Linked DNA regions of Pan troglodytes: region 1 is linked to region 2. The links are chromatin contacts, called in public capture Hi-C maps. All regions are on one chromosome and are shown on one strand. Each heading gives the region's core, a stretch centred on a gene start, on an enhancer-like site or on the middle of the called end of the contact. The rest is flanking DNA. Distances are from core to core; before and after follow the strand shown. Region 1 overlaps STXBP6 (syntaxin binding protein 6). Region 2 overlaps STXBP6 (syntaxin binding protein 6).

Region 1 (6,952 bases), core at 2,919-5,418, 220 kb after region 2:
GCTATTATAAGTAATACTGTGAGGATTCAAACTTCAATTGGAAAAAGATCTTGACTATAGTCTACCTGGGGAGGCATGACGGTCCATGCAATGACACCACCATCACACAGTCATGCAAGCTAGAGACTGAAGAGCCAACTCTGGCATCTCCCTGTTTCTCACCCTGTACTTTCAACCCATGACCACATCCAGTCATATCACTTCTTTCTATTTCTCCATACCTCCACCCGGTTCGCTCCATCTTTACCACCCTGGTCAGACTATCATCATTTCTTCCTAAACTACTGCAAAAACTTCTAAACTGGTCCACTGTATCTTCTCTTGGACTTCCACAATCAATTCATCCACTTCCTTTATTGCAACAAACATGAATCTTGTCAATCTAATCACTTCAAATCCATGTTAGGAACACTGGTGACTCTTGAGAAAATACTTTCTCATACCCATTATCCTCCACTTCCAGCCATAGAGGGCTTCTGCCCCTTGCTCATACCAAGGTCCTTCCTACCTCAGGGCCTTTGCACATTCCATCACCTCCATAATGCCATCTCCCTCCCTCTTTAACTCTACTCATCCTTCAGATCTCAGCTCATCATGACTTCCTTAGGAAACTGCCCTAATTTATTTGACTAGGCCAAACTCCCTCAAACATGTACCCCCCTGGAGCACTTACAACAGTTGTCATGTAACATTTTATGCAATTAGTTTAGCTCCTTTAAAAACATTCTATAAAAGCAGAAACCTTGTCTGATTTTGCTCACCATGAAAATCGGTTACACACGTAGACTCTTTTGCTGAATGAATGAAAAGACAGAGATCTAAGTTTAACACAAAACAAAATGAAAAAAGTGCCTGAGAAAATGCAGGTATATGGCCCTGCAGGATTTTAAACCAGGAATTTCCTGGGGTCCCTTCACCCCAAAATAGCACTATGACACAGCATCTATGTGAGGAAGGGGAGAGAAACTATAATATCTTTGTCTGTCCTTTCTCCTGTTCCAAGCCTGGACATGAAATGGACAAGGAAAGAAGTAGGGTGCTGTATAGAAGCTTGGCCCTGTACGTTTGCTTTTGATAAAGGCAGGGGAAGGAGGTACCGGTAATAACACCCAAACACTTACTGAAAGAAAAACCAACTAAACCTACTGAAAGAGTTGTTCCAGGTAAACTTGCCCCCTAACACCCCCACACAAGAACCATATCCCTCTGTGGAGGCCTTTCCACGATGTAGGTCATCATCCGTACATGAAGCTGAATATCTTTCCCCTCCTTTAAATGTCAATGGCATTTCTCTCCTTCAAAACCCAGTTTCTTCTCAAAATCTGCTACAATTTCCCCATCCCTCACGTAAGCTGAGCATATTTAAAATGCAGTCGCTCATACTGATGCACTTCTTATTAATAAACGTCTGATCTTCTTTCTTTTGAAATCCAGTTTCTCAAGAATGGCCCCAGGTTCTGACCATACCCTCTAGTCACGCACTGCCTCAGTACAGCACAGTGCAGTGGTCAAGAGCCTGAACTTGAGAGTCACATGGATGGGATGTGTGACCCTGGGACCAAAGGACAACTTCTCTGAGCCTTGGTTTCTGACTCTGTAAAACAGGGCTACTAACGGCACCTAATTAAAAGAGTTGAAAGAATCCATAAAATGTCCTCAGCACAGTGCCCAGCACACTACATATGCACAGCTATTAATATTTTAATCAATATCACATAGAGGAAGCCTCAGATATTCACTGAAGTGAGCTCCTTATTCCTAAACCAAGAAGCTTATTAAAAACTTTTAGAAAACTTCTTGGCCGGGTGTGGTGGCTCACACCTATAATCCCAGCACTTTGGGAGGCCAAGGGGGGCAGATCACCTGAAGTCAGGAGTTTGAGACTTGCCTGGCCAACATGGTAAAACCCTGTCTCTACTACAAATACAAAAATTAGTTGGGAATGGAGGCGTGCACCTATAATCCCAGCTACTCGGGAGGGTGAGGCAGGAGAATCACTTGAACCCAGGAGGCGGATGTTGCAGTGAGCCAAGATCGCACCATTGCACTCCGGCTTGGGTGACAAGAGTGAGACTCTGTCTCCAAAAAAAAAAAAAAAAAATTCTCATAAAAAGAACTTTAGACAGTTGTACCTGTGAGATAACACAGCCATCTATAGGGAGGCAGTGCTTACTGTACCTCTGCTGCAGATGACAATGGGACCTGACCTACATCCTAGTTACATATCCAGGAACTAATCATTAGCTACACCCACTCAAAAAATAAGGATGTGGGCGGTCCTTTACTCCTCCTGTCACAATGTATATTTTGTGTTTACTCAGGACACCATGAAATTCAAAGTACAAAGCACCATTTATACGTTTCTTTCTTTTGGCAGGAAGTCAATAAGTTCAAACGTCCACCAGCCAAGTCCAGATCTGACATATACAACCTACACAGGTGTATAGGACAATATAATCTGATAAGAAAATGAGTTTAGATCGCCAGATATTCACAGCCACTGGGTTCAACTGCTTCTTAGTGACACCTGGAATTCTTTACAGGAATTAAATGTGGCATAAAAATGAATATCTTACCAGAGGGAGTTTTCATTAAAATGTCCTCAGATTTTTTTTTTTCTCAGCTACCTCATTTTATCCAGGGAAAACTGTGTGAAAATGAACAAAATAAAATTATAATCTGTATAGGAAATTTAGCAATCTGGTTACCCACGGCCAAGTACTCTGCAGTAAAAACCAAGACTGTGCAGGATTATAGGTGTTAAAAATAAAGAAACTACCAAATGAAGAAAGCATTCTTCTATGTAGTCTCAGGAGAAACACAGAGGTTTCTTTGCTACTACTTTGAGCCAGAAAAACAGGTTGTGGGCTGGGCACGGTGGCTCACGCCTGTAATCCCAGCACTTTGGGAGGCTGAGGTGGGTGGATCACCTGAGGTCAGGAGTTCGAGACCAGCCCAGACAACATGGTGAAACCCCGTCTCTACAAAAAATACAAAAAGTAGCCAGACATGGTGGCGTGTGCCTATAATCCCAGCTACTCAGGAGGCTGAGACGGGAGAACACTTGAACCCGGGAGGCGGAGGTTACAGTGAGCCGAGATTGTGCCACTGCACTCCAGCCTAGGCAACAGAGCAAGACTCCATCTAAAAAAAAAAAAAAAAAAAAAAAAAAAAATACAGGTTGTGGATTGCAGCTTTCTACATCCTCAGCTTATAGACAACATTCCCAGTGTCAGTGGAAGAGGGCTAGTGTGGTGGGGTCCATGATCCCAAAAGGGTGAGAACAGGTCTCTGGGATGGCCAAGCACATATGTCTTTCTTCTGGACCCTTGGGGCAGCCAAATGCCCCACTGTCTATCTGAAAGCTACCTGCCCAGGGCATTCTTTTCAGGAAAAATTTCTGAAAGTCTTTACTGTACACCAAAGAACATTAACCCACTGGGTCTTGGGGAAAACTAATAGGAGATTTTAAGTTCAGGAATAAATGAACATTAAAGAAATCAGCTGGCCCGGCACGGTGGCTCACGCCTGTAATCATAGCACTCTGGGAGGCCGAGGCAGGCCGATCGTGAAGTCAGGAGATCGAGACCATCCTGGCTAACAGAGTGAAACCCGTCTCTACTAAAAATATACAAAAAATTAGCCAGGCGTGGTGGCGGGCACCTGCAGTCCCAGCTACTCGGGAGGCTGAGGTAGGAGAATGGCGTGAACCCGGGAGGCGGAGCTTGCAGTGAGCCAAGATGGCGCCACAGCACTCCAGCCTGGGCGACAGAGAAAGACTCCGTCTCAAAAAAAAAAAAAAAAAAAAAAGAAATCAGCTATACCCTTCCTCTACTGGTCAGATTTTATGTAAGTATCCACCCTGAAAAAGACCTGCTTTTTACACGGAATATACACGGAATATATTTACAACAGTGACATTATTCATCAGCATATCTTTAAAGTATTTTCTGGGTAACTATTTGCCAGTCAGGAAGAAAAAGGAGCAGACACAGCAAAGCCTACAGTAAGACAGTCCTGGCAGAATGTGGCAGGACCCTGAAAGGCCCTGAAGAGCTCCAAAGATCAGCAGGACCGCAGGAACCAGGTTTGGGAAACAGGAGTGTCCTGAAGCCTGACACAGGCCACCTAGGACTCCCGTCTCCACAGAGCCCCATTTGACAGAGGCCCGGAGAGCTCCTGGGACTCTGAAATAGGACAGGAATGGAAACCAGAACTTCACTATCAGCACTTGTTTTTCTGGCTGCAACAGAGTTTTGTTAATTCCTCCAACACTTGGCAGAGGAGAGGCAGGGTAGGGAAAGGAAAAGGCAAGACAGTAAGGTTTGACTTTTAAATCATGTTCTCTTTTGCTCTCTAAACCTGACTTTTCATCTGTATAATGATAATACTCAAAACAGATTAAAAGACATCATTCAAATGGCATCTTCTCCCCCCCTGCTAATGTCTTCAGTCTTCACTCAAGAAAGGAAGTTGCATTCCTTTACAGGCAAGTGTTGTAAATAATGCTTAGGGTTTTTTGTTTGTCTGTCACCCATGGCATTAGTCCTTCCTTCCAGTGGGACTGGGCTCTGAGAAGTCTTGCTATTTCCCAAAATCACTGTACATGCTCAAAGGTCATTTTAAAAGCACCTAAAGTATTCAAAAGTATGCATGCTTAGAGCAATTCCAAAAAAATGTTTTCAGCAATACTTTTTAAGGTGGTTTACTATCTTCCAGAGGGACTTCTACAAAAGGCAAACTCATCTGGAGATCAAATGGTTTTACGCTTTCCAATGGTCTCTGACTTTACAATTGCCCTGGGCCATCTATGCTGGCTGCAACTATTCAGCAAGTTTCCTTGCTAAAGGGTTTTATACCTCTATATACCACTTCATGTCCTCCTTCCCCAGAAAGATTTGAGGATAAAATCAGATATCAGTGACAGGTAACCCCCATGACTACAGATTTCAAGACTTTTTACAAATGTTCTGTGGAACTTTCATTGTGTTTTTAAAAATACGAACACACACACACTCACACACACAACTGAAACATAAACAAGAGGCACGGAAAGATACTAAACTTCAAATGGTGATAAGCGAAAGATAAGCTAAAATCATAATGACAGACCCCCATACAAACATCAGAATGGCTAAAATGAAAATGACTTATCAAACTAAGTGTTGGCAAGAATGTGGAACAATGTAACTCTTATTCATACCTGATAGGAGTGTGAAGAGCCACACTGGAGAACTGGCTGTACTCACTAAAGCTGAACATATTCACATCTTAGAAATCAGCAGTTGTAGACACACACCCACAATCAGAAAAGCAAACCCATGGTCATCAAAAGACATACACATAAATGTTCACAACAGCATTATTCATAATACTCAAAAACTGGAAACAATTCAAACATCTGCCATCAGCAATTTATGTTCACACAAAGGAATACTATCCAATAATGAAAATAAATAAACTACTGCTGCATATACAACGTGGATGAATCTCACAAAATCGAGGGAAAGAAGTCAGACATAGGAACCCTTAGAAGCAGAGATTAGAGTGGTTGTTACAAAGAAGGGAACAACAGACATTAGGCCAACTTGATGGCAGAGGGTAGGAGGAGGGAGAAGAGCAGAAAAAATAACTATTGGGCACTAGGCTTAGTACGTGGACGACAAAATAATCTGTACAACACAGTCCCATGACTTGTGTTTATCTATATAACAAACCTACACGTGTACCCTCGAAACTAAAAGCTTTTTTTTAAAAAAAAGAAAAAAAAATAATGGTAGTTACCAGGGGAGGAGATGGAGTGACCAGGGAGATGTTGGTCAAAAGATACAAATTTTCAGTTAGATAGGAGAAATGAATACATTTAGACGTACTGTACAACACCATGATTATAGTTGACATAGTGTATTCTATACTTCAAAATTGCTAACAGAGTAGATTTTAAATGTTCTCACCACAAATAAATGATAAGTATAGGAGGTAATGCATATGTTAACTAGCTTGATTTAGTCATTCTACAACATATACATATATCAAAACATCATGTTGTACAACAATAAGTATACACAATTATTTTTCAATTAAAAATAAATACAAAATTTTAAAAAAGAAGTCCAACATAAAATACAAAATACAACATAAAAGAATACAAAAGTATAAATTAGGGGGTTAATAGCATAGATTCTTTATGAGTTTTCATTTCAACTCAAACAGGAAGTTATTATAAGTCTTGTAGTTCTATTACCAGGGCTGCTCTATAGTAAGCCTTTATTTCAAAAGTGGAGAGCTTTTCAGTTCACATATGGAAATGAGGCATACTCTTCATTTTGGAGGCATCAAGTTTCTTTTACTTAGTTTCTCTCTCATTCTGTCTTCAGCTGCTTTCTGACTGTCTTTGTATAAATTGCAGTTTCTTGGTGCATATCTCTCTGGATATCTTATGTCTCTCTCTGGGTCCCAGGTTAGGAATTAGGCCTTCTTCAAGCAAGAAAGTGCTTGGAACACTAAGGCTGGACCCATGGAGACTCGGCTCCTCTACAGCATTGGCCCAAGGATTAGCCCTCTTCATTTCCTGGAATGCTGTCAGAAACGCAGAATCCCAAGACACACCCCAGACCCAGTGAATCAGAATCTGCATCTTTTTTTTTTTTTTTTTTTTGAGACGGAGTCTTGCTCTGTTGCCCAGGCTGGAGTGCAGTGGCGCGATCTCAGTTCACTGCAACCTCTGCCTCCTGGGTTCGAGCAATTCTCATGCCTCAGCCTCCCGAGTAGCTGGGATTACAGGCGCCTGCCACCATGCCCGGCTACTTTTTTTTTTATTTTTAGTAGAGACAGGATCTCACCATGTTGGCCAGGCTGGTCTTGAACTCTTGCCCTCAAGTGATCCGCCCGCCTCGGCCTCCCAAAGTGCTAGGATTACAGGCTTGAGCCACCGCGCCTAGCCAGAATCTGT
Region 2 (7,312 bases), core at 3,122-5,621:
GCCCAGGCTGTCCTGCTGAGTGATGTGGGTTCTTGCCAAGAAGGGCAGAGGTGGCTAAGGACTCCTGACCTCAAGGAGTTTATAGTCCAGGAAACATATAGTCCAGGTTGGTGCAAATGGCAGAGCCAGGGCTCTAGCTCAGATCTGTCCCACTTCCTGGCCACACTCTGAACCTCATCACTCTACGGCCTCTACTTCTTGCTCTGCTTCTAGTTTTTATACATTATTCAGCAACATGGACCATCACATCAACACAGAGTGGTTAAGTGTTGTGCATAATAAATACTGACCATAAATATTTGATCAGTGCTGCTGTCCTGGTATTCAATGAGCTGTTAACTTTCAACTAATGGGCTTGTGCCAATTTACCCACAGCTATTAATTTTCAGCAGTGATTATGCTGCTGTTCAAACCAGACCCTGGTAACCAGGACAGTGTGTCTGGAATGGAGCTAAGGGGAGCCCCCGGGCCACGACCAGCTAAGATTTGCAGAAATACAGTTAAGACTGGACATTTTGCTATTTGAGTATTGGCATGGTCCAAATGTTTGTGTTTCCCCAGAATTCTTATGTTGAAACCTAACCCCCAAGGTGATACTATTAGAAGGTGGAATCTTTGAGAGGTAGTTAGGTCATGAGGGCAGAGCACTCATGAATGAGATTAGTGTCCTTATAAAGTGGCTGAAGCGAGACCCCTCACCGCTTCCACCATGTGAGGACATGATGAGGAGGTGCCATCTATGAATCAAACAATTGGCCCTCACCAGACACAGGATTTGCCAGTACCTTGATCTTTGACTTCCCAGCCTCCAGAATTGTGAGAAATAAATTTCTGTTGTATATAAGTCACCCAGTTTATGGTATTTTGTTACAGCAGCTTGAATGGACTAAGAAAGTAGTATCATTTTAGTTTTTGTTTAAAAATTCCCTAGAATTAGGAGCGTTAGAATATGGAAGGCAGGGAGGTAGAGCAGAAACAGCACTGCGTGAAATGAGGTCAGGATACCTGCTGCTGCAAATCTGCTGTATGACCTTGAGCTCTAAAGTCACAGCTGCTCCACACCTCAGCCTCCTCTTATGTCTACAAAAACGTCTCCGACGCTAAATGCCAATGGATAAATTTAGGTGTCAGAGTTGTTAAAATTTCAAATTTCCTTTTGATATATTTCGTGTTCTTAATATCTCATGGAAAGAGTTCTCTTTCAATGCTATGCATGTAACCTACTCAACCTAAAAAATGATAATAATAAAATCATGACTGATACCAGGGAGATATAGTATCAATATATTACTGTTGATAAATAATAAAATCATGTATTTTATTTTTTATAATACTATTATAACATAATAGTATTATTTTATAATAATATAATATTATATATTATAAGACCTGTGCTCCTAAGACCCAGACCTGAGCTCCTTAGGTAGTAAGGATAGAGGCAGCCATTCCCTCACAGTGAGAGAAAGGCCACACGCCCTTTCTTCCCCCACACACGTAGGCTAGTGCAAAACAGGGCAAGTCAATGTTTTTTTCTGCAAGAAATGTCACCTGAGGATGTCTGAGTGTGGGTAATGCTCTTGTCTACTGACTCACTGCCTATGGCGGGGCCGTCAAAGCATTGCATCTGCTGCAACATTGTGCTTTTTGGCAAGGGAAAGTGAGCAGATCTGTTTCTGCGATTGTGGTGCACTTTCCTGAGGTTAACTTTGCATGAAGCCCGGAGCTCAAGAAAGGACCACATTTCCTCAAACCAGGCTCACCAGAGTGGAGGTGGGGGAGTCAGTCTAGGAAGGCAGGGCGGAAGGATCATTTTCTATCTGCACTGTAGACAACAAGCACCTGCGTATTTTGAAGTCAGGGTTGTGCAAAAGTGATCCATTGACTCTTGCACCTGGGTCACTGCAGGAGTCCTGGAACAAGTTAGAAGGCCAAGTTATTTTCTACTGGACTCTACAAAGGTGTGCCAAACTCTCCAGCTGGGGTTCGGTGCCCTTATTCAACTGGGAGCTCTAGGAGCTGCCACCCGGCATTGCCATTTTCTGCTCAGGACTCTGCCATGTGTTCTGGCCCCCACTTGTAAGCACAGCTTACTCCTTCTGAGTCAACAGAGCCATGCTTGTCTAGGGGGTAGAATGCTTGGGTTCCATCTCTGAACTCTCCCTTCACCAGCAGGCCTGGCTGTGGCTTGTCCAGTAAAATGACAGCTTCATGGTCAGCCTATGCTAGCAGGTCCAAATCAAGAGTCCTGGTCCCTGGGAAAATAGCCACACCTTATCTAGAGAGGTCAATCTGCTCATTAGGAATACTGCCAGCACCAGTGATTCATAGGCACACATCCCAGTTTCACACAACTGCAAGTCTGGCCATGACACTCTCACACTCTCATACACATTAACAGACACTAGTAACCCCTCCTCTTCCCCCCGAGATGACCTAAGGGAGGGGAAACCAAAATAAACACAAGCTGTCCACGCCTCACCTCTCCCGAGTGAAAGCAGGTAACTGCTAGGCATAAATTTTCCCACTGGTCAAGCCAGAGACCCCTTTGCCTTTGGTGGCTGCATTAGTTTCTATCCTGATGGGTCCTGTTTCAAGGGCTGATCTGTGTTTAGATAGTATCAACATTTAGCATGAGGGCCCTCCCACACCCCTTTCCCTTTGGGTTTGGGAGGCACAAAATCTTCTCCTCCATTCCTTCCCTGTCCCTGTGTTGAGGATCCTCAATCACCAGTATCAATTCTCCAATCCCTCTACAGTGCTCATTATGTGACTGAATAGGGCAGGGTCAGTAGAAAAAAAATTTATGAAAATGATTACAAATAATAGTAATTTAGATTTATATGTGCTACATACTGTGCTAATAGCTTTGAACTCATTCAATTCTCTGAACACTCTAGTAGGTAGGTACTATTCTCATATAGAACAGTGCTCTATTCTACTGATGAGAAAACTGAGGCTTAGAGAAATTAAGCATTTGCCCAAGGTCACCAAGATGGTAAATGACAGAGCTATATTCAAACACAAGATGTTAACTACTATTCCATATTGCTTTCCCAATTGCCTCGCAAACTTGGCCACAGTATCAGGGAAACAGGGCTACCAGGGCCAAGAATTCAGGCCATCTGGTTAGGTTATCCAATCCAGTGTTTGTACAGCCCCCTCTGGGAGGGATGCCTACGTGGACGACATCCAGGTATTGTCTATGCCACCTTAGGAAGAGCAATTTTACAATCTTCCTTGGTAACCTGGTTCATGGTTTAATCATTAACCTAAACTCTTGTTTTAGCAGAATTTTATCAGTGCACTATTGATTGCTCTATTCTGTGTGGGAAGACATGAAAGAAAAATGCCTGTACTATCACCCTTCCCAGAACTGAAGACTGTTATAAAGTTATTCCCTTTAGCCTCTTCTACCCAACTCAACAACTTAAATGTTTCCCCAGATTTCCACTATCCGTCTCCCACTGAAATCACGGAAGCTGCTGTTGTTGTTAAAGAAGCTGAGGCTGTAACGCCAGCATTTCCATGTCATCATTATCTCTGTGTCACAGAGGCTGGAGAAAGGAGGAAGGAACTAGGGAGACCTTCAATCCAAATTCACTCTCTCTGCCTCTGCACCCACAGCAGCAATCTGAGGCTCTGGCCTCCAGCAGGGCTGTCTGCATTTTCAGATAGATCTGGCCAATTCTCCTTGAAGGAACTCGAAATGGGCCCCACAGGCAAGAGTGCAGTAAGACCCTGTCATGACAGAGAATGAATGAGACGACAAGACAGCGCTGTGCAAAGGGGATGCAGGAAGAGAAGGCAGGAGTCATCCACTCAGAGCTGGATCCCCAGCTGGACCTGAGCGTGAGCCTCCAGAAGAGGTCACCGCAACTCAGCTGGGAATATTTTTCTCATTGCTTTTTAGGTTATCCATCCTTGTTTCCTCAGCAGAAGTGGTGTTTCTGTTAAAGCCAGTTATTTTCTTCCCCGAAAGGTCACCTGAAAAGTGTATTTGAAGGGCCAGATCATAAGCCTGACATGCCAACACAAGTCATCAGCAGATGTTGTTTCTGGAAGGCTAAATTCAAACCACTAACCAGAAAAAAAACTGCCCTTTGATCTGAAGCACAACAACAGTAATAAATCCTCTTTATCACGTGACCAACAGGGCCTCTCTTTCCTTTGGTTTGTGACTGCCTTAGATAGCTGGCTGCCAATAAAAACTGCCCCTTTCCCTTCTAAAAGGCACAGTTCTCAGCGAGTATGAGAATGTGCAGAGTGCGCACTCAGTCACGCAGGAAATGCCCTTCTCTGGATTCAGGGGCAGCAGGGAGTATTGCTGACAGCTCAGCGCTGGTCCGGTCAAGCTCAGAGCCCCAGAATTGAGGCCCTGAAATAACAATCGACCCCTCTCCAAGGGAAAACTAGCCCCGAGGTGCGTAGTTCCCTGGGACTGGGGCTTGCTTTGTGTCTGGTGAAGAGATAAGGACACACTGCTAGACTCAGGATGAGAAAGGGACAGGATGGAAAAGCAAGCACGAGCAGCCTCACGTCCTCCATGTGTTGGCTAAGTGGGGCAGGGATATTCGAAGACCTGATCTCTTCTCCCCAACCCCCTGTTCTGTGCCTCGATACTTGAGCCCTAAACTTCTGAGCAGGAACTAAAGATCCAAGGTCAGAAGGTCAGAGATACGGATGAGGACATTAGAAAAGAGCCAAAGAAACCAGGCACAAGAAGAAATTTTCCACGACTCAGGTGTTTAGTAAGTAGCAGATGGGAATTACATAAAGGGGAAATAGAAAGCTTAATTTTATATCTCTCATCACAGGAAAATACTGAAATAAAGTTTCTTGGCACTGTAGCTCCCCAACACCCCAGAGCTGAGAAGCCTGCCCCTCTCTTGGCCCACCTTGTGCGCAGTTTCTGCAAACTGCTGGGCGCTGTTCTTCAGGTCTTCTGTCTTCTCCTCCGCTCGGCCTAATCGCTCTCCACGCTCATTCAAGGCCTGGCTTGCCTTCTGCACTGCGCTGGTCACGCTGTCAGCAGCTGAATGGAGGATGCTGTTTCCTGAAAGGAGGAGAGCAGGTGCATCAGAAACTGGCTCAGCTGACCCACAGTGACCAGACTCCGGCAGGGTGAGTACCCTGTAAGAGGAAGGCAGGTCACACTGCAGAAAGGCCGCTCGTCTAGTGACTAGGAAACAAGCCGACATTTCTTTTGATTGGGTTTGACTGACGCACTTGCAGCAAGAACACCCACTGACTGCAGGACCTAGGAAAATCCTAAATGCTTCTCTATAAACTCATCACTGACACGCCAGTCATTTCCATTCTGCCAGTATTCTATCTGTGGAGGCTCAAAAGGATGGGGCCTGTCTGGATTTACAACTTGGCTTGCAAAGATAAATGAAAACATTGATAAGTTCACAGAATTAGGCAAGTTCAATGAGACATATCTGGATCTTATGTTATTTCCTTTTGACCTGTGGTTTCGGTGAATAACCATAGGAAAACTGGGACCACAGAACTTTTCTAGATAGAATGCTCTATATTCCTTCCAACGCTTCTTCTTCATTTTACCCCTTCATCCAGCAAGTAAAGAACACCCCAAAATGTACAGCTTCATGTAAGAGCTATGATCCAGTCTCAAAGCTCAGAGTAGATGTGTCTGCTCCCAACCTTGGATTCTGTACCATGGCTCGGATGGTTGGGACTCCTTACCTCTGATCTCTAGTATGTGAAATACGGAGCCTCAGGACCATACTTAACCAGCAGGTACAAAACAGTGATAGAAACCAGCCCTAGAAGAAACTTGGTACTCCCAAACTCAGGAGTGGTGATACCAAGAAGGTTGAAAGCCATTGCATCTCAGAGGGTCATGCATTCCTGACATCCCATTTGCCGGGACTGGGCAGCAAAATTCAATAGTGAAGAACTTGCCGATGCATAAATCACTGAGAAATAGCAACTTGCAAAATGACAACCAAAGGAAATTTATAGCTGTATTTTGTTAACATTGAGTGTGAGATATTTAATGGCATTTTATATAATGACTTTATGTCTTTGAATAAGTTTATTACATCATTTAACTTTGTACCTGGGATGGATACATCTAGCCACAGACAGCTTTTAATAGAAACGCAATTTCCACTGGTCTCAGCTGCAAAGGGTTCTTAATTTCTCCTCTGTGGGCACAGTCTGTGGTTTGTGGAAAAGGATCTCAGGCAAAGAAAGTGCCTGGACTGGAGGAAGCACTTAGTAAATGTTTTTCCATTTTTCTTCTTTAATGGTGGATTTCAAGGGATTCAATTATGCACTAAGGGGAGGAGAATGGGGTTAACTCAGTGTTACTCAGTTGCATCAAGCACTACATGAACCAAGATAAATCAGCACAGATAAACAGGGAGCAGAGGAAATGCAGTTCTAGGCAAATCTGGTTGAATGCAAGGTTGGAATGAAAGGTCTGGGTCTTCAGAACAGATTTAGGAGGAGAAATCTTGGTCCCCTTTGCTTTCATATCATACTCATAACTATGATAATAACCTATCCATGCTGCTCAACACTTGAATAGCACTTTGCAATCATAAAGCACCTTCACGAATATTATCTCACTTGATTGTCACAATTCTGCTGATAGGATTGACACTAGCAGAGGTTAAGAGGCTTGCACAATACCGTATCACTAGGGAAGTGACATGGATAGCACTTGAGCCTGGTTTCCCAGTGACTTTTCCTTATTCTCTACCTTGTTCTTTGCAGATATGGTGTTGGTTCAGAGAAGCAATCACTAAGACAGAATTGTGGGCAGACTAGCATACAGATAGGTTTTGACAGGTTATTTCCCAAGGTAACGCCTGACCGTTTCTGTCCTCAAGGTACTCCTCTTGGTAAATTAAGAGTTATTACCCATGCCACATGGAAAGTCAAGTTTTCTCAAAAAAGGAAGAGGCCAATGGGGTGGAACAGGAAGATGGGGAAGGGCGCAGAGGAGTTGGGAGAGGGCACAAGAAAATCTCCTTTTCCTGCCTCCTTCCATATATTCACAGCTGAGCCACCAGAGGACTGGGAAAAGATAGGGCAGGGAAGCTGCAACTTCACCACTAGGAATAGCTTCCTTAAATCAAAAGGATTTTAGAATTAGCTGCTATAAAATTAAGAGGGTGTATAACCAAGACTTGCCTTTTCCCACTGGAATTAACCTGCATGATCTTCACTCGTGTTTCTGGAATGAACCCACTACACATAAGCCTTGCTGCTTTGTTGCTTGAAATTAATCTTGCACGTGATGTCAGGTAACATCACACTCAGTTTTATATGATACTGTTTA

Evidence for each region. Capture Hi-C pulls out chosen DNA fragments and counts their contacts.
Region 1: a capture Hi-C map of stem cell-derived neural stem cells shows a contact between it and region 2, with 2.9 times the contacts expected there. The contact joins two enhancer-like sites. A contact is called at or near these places in 3 of 7 Hi-C or Micro-C datasets (induced pluripotent stem cells and stem cell-derived neural progenitor cells), 1 of 1 datasets of contacts at active chromatin or transcription factors (stem cell-derived excitatory neurons) and 1 of 1 other capture datasets (stem cell-derived neural stem cells).

The regions. Positions count from the first base shown.
Region 1 is chr15:23,320,898-23,327,849 of NHGRI_mPanTro3-v2.0_pri, forward strand. The region is part of intron 1 of STXBP6 (syntaxin binding protein 6); the gene reads right to left. Among named protein-coding and RNA genes, the nearest start is that of STXBP6, 14 kb to the right of the region's middle. Within about 2 kb of position 4,169, at least 4 of the 24 cell types and tissues checked have an H3K27ac peak or open chromatin away from gene starts, as enhancers often do. A contact at or near this core is called in stem cell-derived neural stem cells, where this site is marked.
Region 2 is chr15:23,100,815-23,108,126 of NHGRI_mPanTro3-v2.0_pri, forward strand. STXBP6 (syntaxin binding protein 6) reads right to left here. Exons shown (of 6, transcript XM_009427607.5): 5 at 4,896-5,053. Among named protein-coding and RNA genes, the nearest start is that of GZMB, 150 kb to the left of the region's middle. Within about 2 kb of position 4,372, at least 7 of the 24 cell types and tissues checked have an H3K27ac peak or open chromatin away from gene starts, as enhancers often do. A contact at or near this core is called in stem cell-derived neural stem cells, where this site is marked.